Regions from separate parts of the Mus musculus genome. Here region 2 is linked to region 1. Evidence: chromatin contacts called from public promoter capture Hi-C data. All regions are on one chromosome and are shown on one strand. The core of a region is the stretch at or near the end of the contact, and the rest is flanking DNA. Distances in the headings are between cores, read along the strand shown.

Evidence for each region. Promoter capture Hi-C pulls out the DNA fragments that hold promoters and counts their contacts.
Region 2: a promoter capture Hi-C map of the HPC-7 cell line shows a contact between it and region 1. The contact joins the enhancer-like site here to the promoter of Ankrd12 in region 1. A contact is called at or near these places in 12 of 39 promoter capture datasets (the C10 cell line, the HPC-7 cell line, cranial neural crest and 9 more), 1 of 484 Hi-C or Micro-C datasets (embryonic retina), 5 of 115 datasets of contacts at active chromatin or transcription factors (bone marrow-derived macrophages, effector CD8 T cells, embryonic stem cells and 2 more) and 4 of 9 other capture datasets (adipose tissue, embryonic stem cells, liver and 1 more).

What each region holds. Positions count from the first base shown.
Region 1 is chr17:66,075,535-66,078,586 of GRCm38.p6, forward strand. It overlaps Ankrd12 (ankyrin repeat domain 12), which reads right to left and starts at 1,512. Exons shown (of 13, transcript NM_001025572.1): 1 at 1,350-1,512.
Region 2 is chr17:65,824,874-65,827,925 of GRCm38.p6, forward strand. The region is part of intron 11 of Ppp4r1 (protein phosphatase 4, regulatory subunit 1); the gene reads left to right. Among named protein-coding and RNA genes, the nearest start is that of Ppp4r1, 43 kb to the left of the region's middle. Within about 2 kb of position 1,603, at least 42 of the 459 cell types and tissues checked have an H3K27ac peak or open chromatin away from gene starts, as enhancers often do. A contact at or near this core is called in the HPC-7 cell line, effector CD8 T cells and trophoblast stem cells, where this site is marked.

The sequences.
Region 1 (3,052 bases), core at 262-2,761:
ACACAGGGAAAGGTGAGAACCCCAACTCCTAGGAAGTTGTCATCTGCCCTCCACATTCACCATGTAAACAAAATATATTAAAATATTAAATGTCAAACTGAAACGTTTTAAAGGGAACTACAACAATGTCTTCATTGTCACATTGGTGATTCTAATTTTTGCTTTTAAACCATTTGGCATCAAGAGAGCACATTTTGGCAGTTCTGAGTTAATCTCCAGGAAAGCCTTTGTGTAACGCTTTAAGAAAATGAAAAAAAGATCAGTAAGCAAGATTTTTAAAGGCCTACTTGGGCATATGTTTTTAATGAACAGATGACTTACTGGGATAGTTCATCTTTCTTTATAATTGACTCAGGCCATTTTAAAATAAGAAGAAACACATGGCTGAGAATGCAGGTTCGTCTCAACCACAGAATTAACGATAATCCCTGAGCGTCACTGATCGCCGGATTTGCAACATACTTCGCCCCAGTTCAAGGGGTGTCCAGCGGAAATTACAGTCCCTACAACCACACTGCTTCAAATGTTTCCGACGTACTCAACTAGTGCAATACTGTTCATTTCCATCCTCAACTATTCTCGCTGTAATTATTAAAACAGCTGTCAGCTGGGCTTCGGTGACCTCTTTGTACAGCGTTTTTATTCAACGCCGTGGATCCTGAAGGATGCGTCATCTCCATCTTACTCTCCAAAAACCAGATCTAAGATTCCAATACGCTCTAAGGGTCTCTGAACATCATTCCAATCGGAACTGGCACAAACTAGACCTGATCGCTCAACGCGGCAAGGGCAGGTCGCACTGGCATTTAGGACAGAACTGGCTCCGGCGAGCCGCAGCTCTTTCGCTTTCACGCACCTCTCCCGGGACCATCGCGCCTCCTACGCCCCGGCCCGCACCGAGTCTCCGACAACCGCGCACGCAGCGCCGCTGGCACCGGGAGCGCGCGGCGGCACGGCGCGCCCCCGCGATGCCGTCCGTCCCGGTGCGCTGGCGGCGCCCTCCCGGCCGCGCCATGTTCCGGTAAGCGGCGGCCAAGGCGCTCGCGCTAGCCGCCGCCCGAGCGTCGCCCAGCGGCGGCCCCACCTGCGCCGCGACCCGTCAGGATGCCGGGCGGGGCGGCCACCAACGGCCTGTCACGGTCCGGCCGGCCGCGCCGCGGGCTGGGCTGGGCCGAGTGGCGCGTAGCACACGGCTGGGCGCGGCTGGCAGAGGCGCAACCCCCCTACCTGGCTCCGGGGAGGAGACGGGGCACCGGGCTGAGGGTCTCCTCCCTGGTACCCGGGACAGACTCGAAACCGCGCCCTCCTTCCTCCCCTCTGGTCGCCACGCCCCCCTGGCCCGCACAGACCCGAGGCTCAGCGGGCGCAGAAGGGTTCACCCCCTGAACGAGGACCTCCGGGTGGCCGCCGCTGCCGGTGTCTCCGTCGCCGCTGCAACAGCCCCTGATGCCGCCGGGGCCAGGCTTAAAAACATCTCCGGTCTTGGTCGGTCTCTCACCACAGCCTCCTTGCTCCTGGACAGCGTTCTCCGCGATTGGCTGCGGCGCGAGCACGTGACCCGGGCGGACACGTGACTCCTGCAGGCACGGGACGGGCGGCGTGACCGCCGTGCCCCGCCCCCGACGCGCCCGTCCCTGGGCTCCCCGGAGGAGCGGAGCGCGCGGCGGCGGGTGGCGTTCTTGGGGAGCGAAGCGGAGCGGGTGGAGGGGGCCGGAAGTCCTGGAGCCGCGTGGGAGTCGGAGCAGCCCTCGAGCCGTCGGCCGGGGAGCTCCTCACGCGCAGTCACCACCACCGGAGATGTGCAAAAGGCGGCATGGGTGCTGGCGCCCGGCGGAGGAAACGCACATATTTTTGCAGGGTTTGAGTTGGGACGGCAAAACCAGCCGGAAACCGGGAGGGTTTTGTTAGCGGTGGTCGTGCGGGCGGGAGGGCACCGCAGCACTGTGGGGCAGGTCCGGGTTGCGTGACTGAGCCGCTTCGTGCGGCGCGGGCCGAGGGATGTCCCAGCCAGACGCACTCTGTTCCCAAAGCACGGCTCTAAGCACTGCTTGCAAAGAACGCATCGGTAAGCTCAGTTCTAGCCATGCGATCCTGTGACCTTTCTGAGCAGAAATTTCACCAAATTTGTTCCTGTGGTACTAAGTCTCATAGGGCGTGTGAGGAAATTTTACCATCGCAGCAGCTTGTCCTCAGACTTCCTTCTGAATACTTTAATCTACAGCGGTTAGCCTGCAACCGTTGTGCTTTAACCACCCTAAGAAGTTACATACTCCACAGGAAACCATCTTCTCCCTCTTCGTTAACTGTGGCCTCCTTCAGTATCCGTTAGTATCTTAATGATTTTAAGACAGTCCTATCAATAATAAGCTGTAAATTCTGATGTGAGTTTTGGGCTTGACAGGGACATAAACCTTCATTAAAAAAAAAAATCAGGATAGATTGTCTTCCATTGTTCTCAGCTATAAAAAACTTTCAGTATGAACAGTCTTCTAGAGAAATCTGTGTATGTGTGAACTGGGGACTGAAGCTCTGCCCTTGCTCATGCCAACCAAGTACCCAACAGTGGTGTATAGTGAGAGCTATATTTCTGGTGAAAACTTAACTTTAAAGACCTACCTTAGACCCTAAATCATAAGCACTCACAACCAGTTAGTCTTTTTATATAGGCAGAGCTGGAGAGATGGCTCTGGGGTTAAAAGCACTGTTTGAAGACCTAGATTCAGTTGTTCCCAACACCCACAAGACCACTCAAAACCTTATGTAACTTCAGTTCCTGGGTGTCCACTGCTCTCTTCTGGATTTGGTGCACACCACGAGCACAGGCAAAACACTAATCCACATAATATAAATCAAATCTAGCTTAAAAAAAAAAAAAGACAGTCTCATTAATTAGTTCTGTCTGGTGTGGACTTCCATACATAGAACCGGCTGACTTCAAACTCTCAAGAGATCACCTGCCTCTGCCTCCTGAGTGCCTACCTCTATAATGAGGTCCCTGTAGGGTCACTGACTTTGATAAATCCTGAAGCAATCTGATTATTCCAGGAATGAA
Region 2 (3,052 bases), core at 353-2,852, 250 kb before region 1:
TCTAAGATGGCTCCTCTCTGCTGTTTGTTGTTGAATAGATGTGTTCACTCAGAAATCACCTTTTGCAGTTATTCAGTGTTTAACATTTGTAATTTTTAAGTTCTGAGTTCTGCTATATTCACTTTGCTCTGGGTCTTATTTTTAAAGAAGTGCTGTAGTCTATATGGTGGACATAGATTTCTGGGTTTTCACATGTAGGGTGTTTTAAGAGCTTTAGAGTTTTTTGTTTGTTTATGGTTTAAGAGCTTTATTGTAGAAAGGCAGGGGGAAAGAGAGAAGGTAGAAAGAGAGAGAAACCGGACGTGGTCACGTGAGAGAGGGGGGAAGGGAAAGAGAGAGAAAGAGAGTAAGAAAGGTGAGGGCTAAAGAGTGAGCTTTAGACTTTTACAAGAATAATTTCTTTTTCAAATTTGTATTTTAGAGGTGGGGGACATCACATACATGGCCCATGTCCTCCACTGTGGGCAACTGAACTGGTTGTTGAGTCCTAAAGAAAGCAGTCTTCTTACCAAGTGGACGATGCATTAAGTCCTTAGTGGGAAGTGGGGTGTTGCGAGGCTCTCCTTATTCTGCCTGCGGAGCTTAGGAACAGGGTTAGGAGCAGACGCAGTCAGATGGTGCTCAATGTTCTTAGGACTAGGCATGATGATGCACACCTCTAATCCCAGCACTCAGACCGACCTCTGGGAATTCTAGGCCAGCCTAGCCTATATAGAAAGTTCCAGGCCAGACAGGTCTACATGAGAATTTGTCTCTAAGAAAAAAACAAAACAAAAAACTTTTAAATCCTATAGCTGCAAACTTTTGCAAATCTTCAGATGTAATACCACATTCTGGATGGTTTTTACCCTTTTTGTTCCCAAAACTAAAATTTCTAAACTATCAGTTTGCTCAATTTTGAGAAATACCCATTTTTAAGCAAAAATAAAGTAAAATCTTAAGTAATTCTTTTACAACAGAAACCTTTCTTTTGGTTTCTTTGTTTGTGGGGAAGATAAGATCTCATTCTGTAGCCCAGGCTGGCCCCAGGTCTTCCTGCCCCATTGTCCTGAGAGCTAGGATTATTACAGTGTGACACGACATAAAACCAGCTAAAACCTTGTTTAAACTTTGAAAACTGTGGTCTGTGTGTTCAGTTAGCTGCCTTCTGCACTTGTTTTCATTTACTATGACTTTTAAGATTTCCTGTTGTAATTTTATACCTGAAAAGCATTAAATTTTATTACATCCTTGGTCCCTAATATTATTTTAATTTAACTGAATTTGATTTAAACTATCTCTCTGCACAGATGGGTATAATCTTGAATCCACAGGGGACAGAGAACGTGCTGTATTGTATTGTCTCTCTGAGTCTGGCTTATTCTGCACAGCATGCTTTCTAGTTGTGACCTTAATTTTGAAGATTCACTGGGGTATAGTTCCTACGAGTGGAAGCCACTGCCCTTCTGAATGAAGTTTGTGAGATGTGAGAAGTAACCCAGTGGCTAGTGACACAGCGGAGGTGGAGAACAGTTTCCTAGCCCGAGCATGGCCCCACCCTCTCTGAATCTTAGGACAGACAGCTCAGTGACACAGCAGCTCTGAGTCGATGGCGCAGCTCCTCAGCAGAGCCCTGCACTGCCTTCTCCCTTCTTCTCGCCCATCCTCAGCCCCCGATGAGAGGAAGCGAGCCATGCCCACAGCAGCTACCGTCAAGTGTTTGATGTGTTATTTCCTTTAGCTTCTTGTTTCAATCTCAATAATCAACCTCAGTTTTAGTAACTTCATCTAGCTTTAGTGACTCTCATTTTATTTTCCTTAAACTTAATTTATATGCAAAAGGCCAGCCAGTCTTTAGATCTATTCCAGGACTCTTGTACCTGTTAGTTCTCTAACACATTGTGGGCACTCAGTGAATATTAATAGAAATATTGAATGCACATTTTTTCAATAAGTAAAATGATAAACTTTTTAAGTTTCATAATGTGTGTTTTTGGAGATGGCTAGTATATTTGACTTAAAATTATACTGTAGTTAAATTTCATTATTAATATTACATGGTAACTTAACTATTTACATGCTTACATATGAATTATGCTTATAATTCAGTTATGACACCTAGAACAATTTAAATTTGTCATGTAGTGCTTTTAGATTTTATTAAAATCTGAGGACATTTTTGTTTAATCTCTGCTAAGTAACTAGTCTCCATTGTGTTACAAAATGAGTTGAACTTTTAGAAGGGCTCAATGGGGCTCTTTTTTCTTTTCTAGCGGTGCGTTATAGAGCAGGACTTGCCTTTAGTTCTCCAGAAAGCATTGGACTGTTTTAAAAGGTGCACTCTTGATCCAGGGCTAAAAGCAAAGGTCCGACCCAGGAGACCAGTGCTGTGCTGTCCTGTAAACATGGTGTCTTGACAGTAAGCCTGGGAGGAGAGGGAACGTGGCGACAGCCCTAAGGGAGCAGCTCTACACAGACCAGGTCACAGCCGATTGTCTGTAAGGCAGTACCGCGGACTTAGTTTCAGACCGCCTGTGATCATTGACGACGGTCTTTTTTTCTCCTGTGATTTTTAATAGTGAATTAACTGCTTTCACTAGACTACAATAGGGAAGGAAGGGGAATCCTTTTGCTAGCTGTGAGCACAGTAGGCTCTCAGGACAAGTTCAGCAGAAGATCCTACACAGTGAGACACAGAGATGGGAGAGATCCCCTTTGTAAGAGTGATGTGGTGGATCTGCAGAGCTGCAGTCACAGCCGGCCTGCAGCACATGGCCAGCGGCTCACGACACATGACACATGACAGGCTGGACATGCATGGATGGAAAGCAAGTCCATGGGAGACAGGGGACCTGCCTGTCAGACACGCGTGCACTCTGGGACAGTTTGTACAGTCAGCTTGGAGCACACTTCTGCTTTTGCTTTAGAAACTTGAAAGACCCCAAAGAGAGTTAAAATGATTGTCATGGTAACTACAAATTATAGCTGAAATTCTGAGAACAATGCAAATCACCAGAATGTCCCACGAGTAAACACTACTGTTTGCTTTATTTAGGTAATGATGACCCACTGA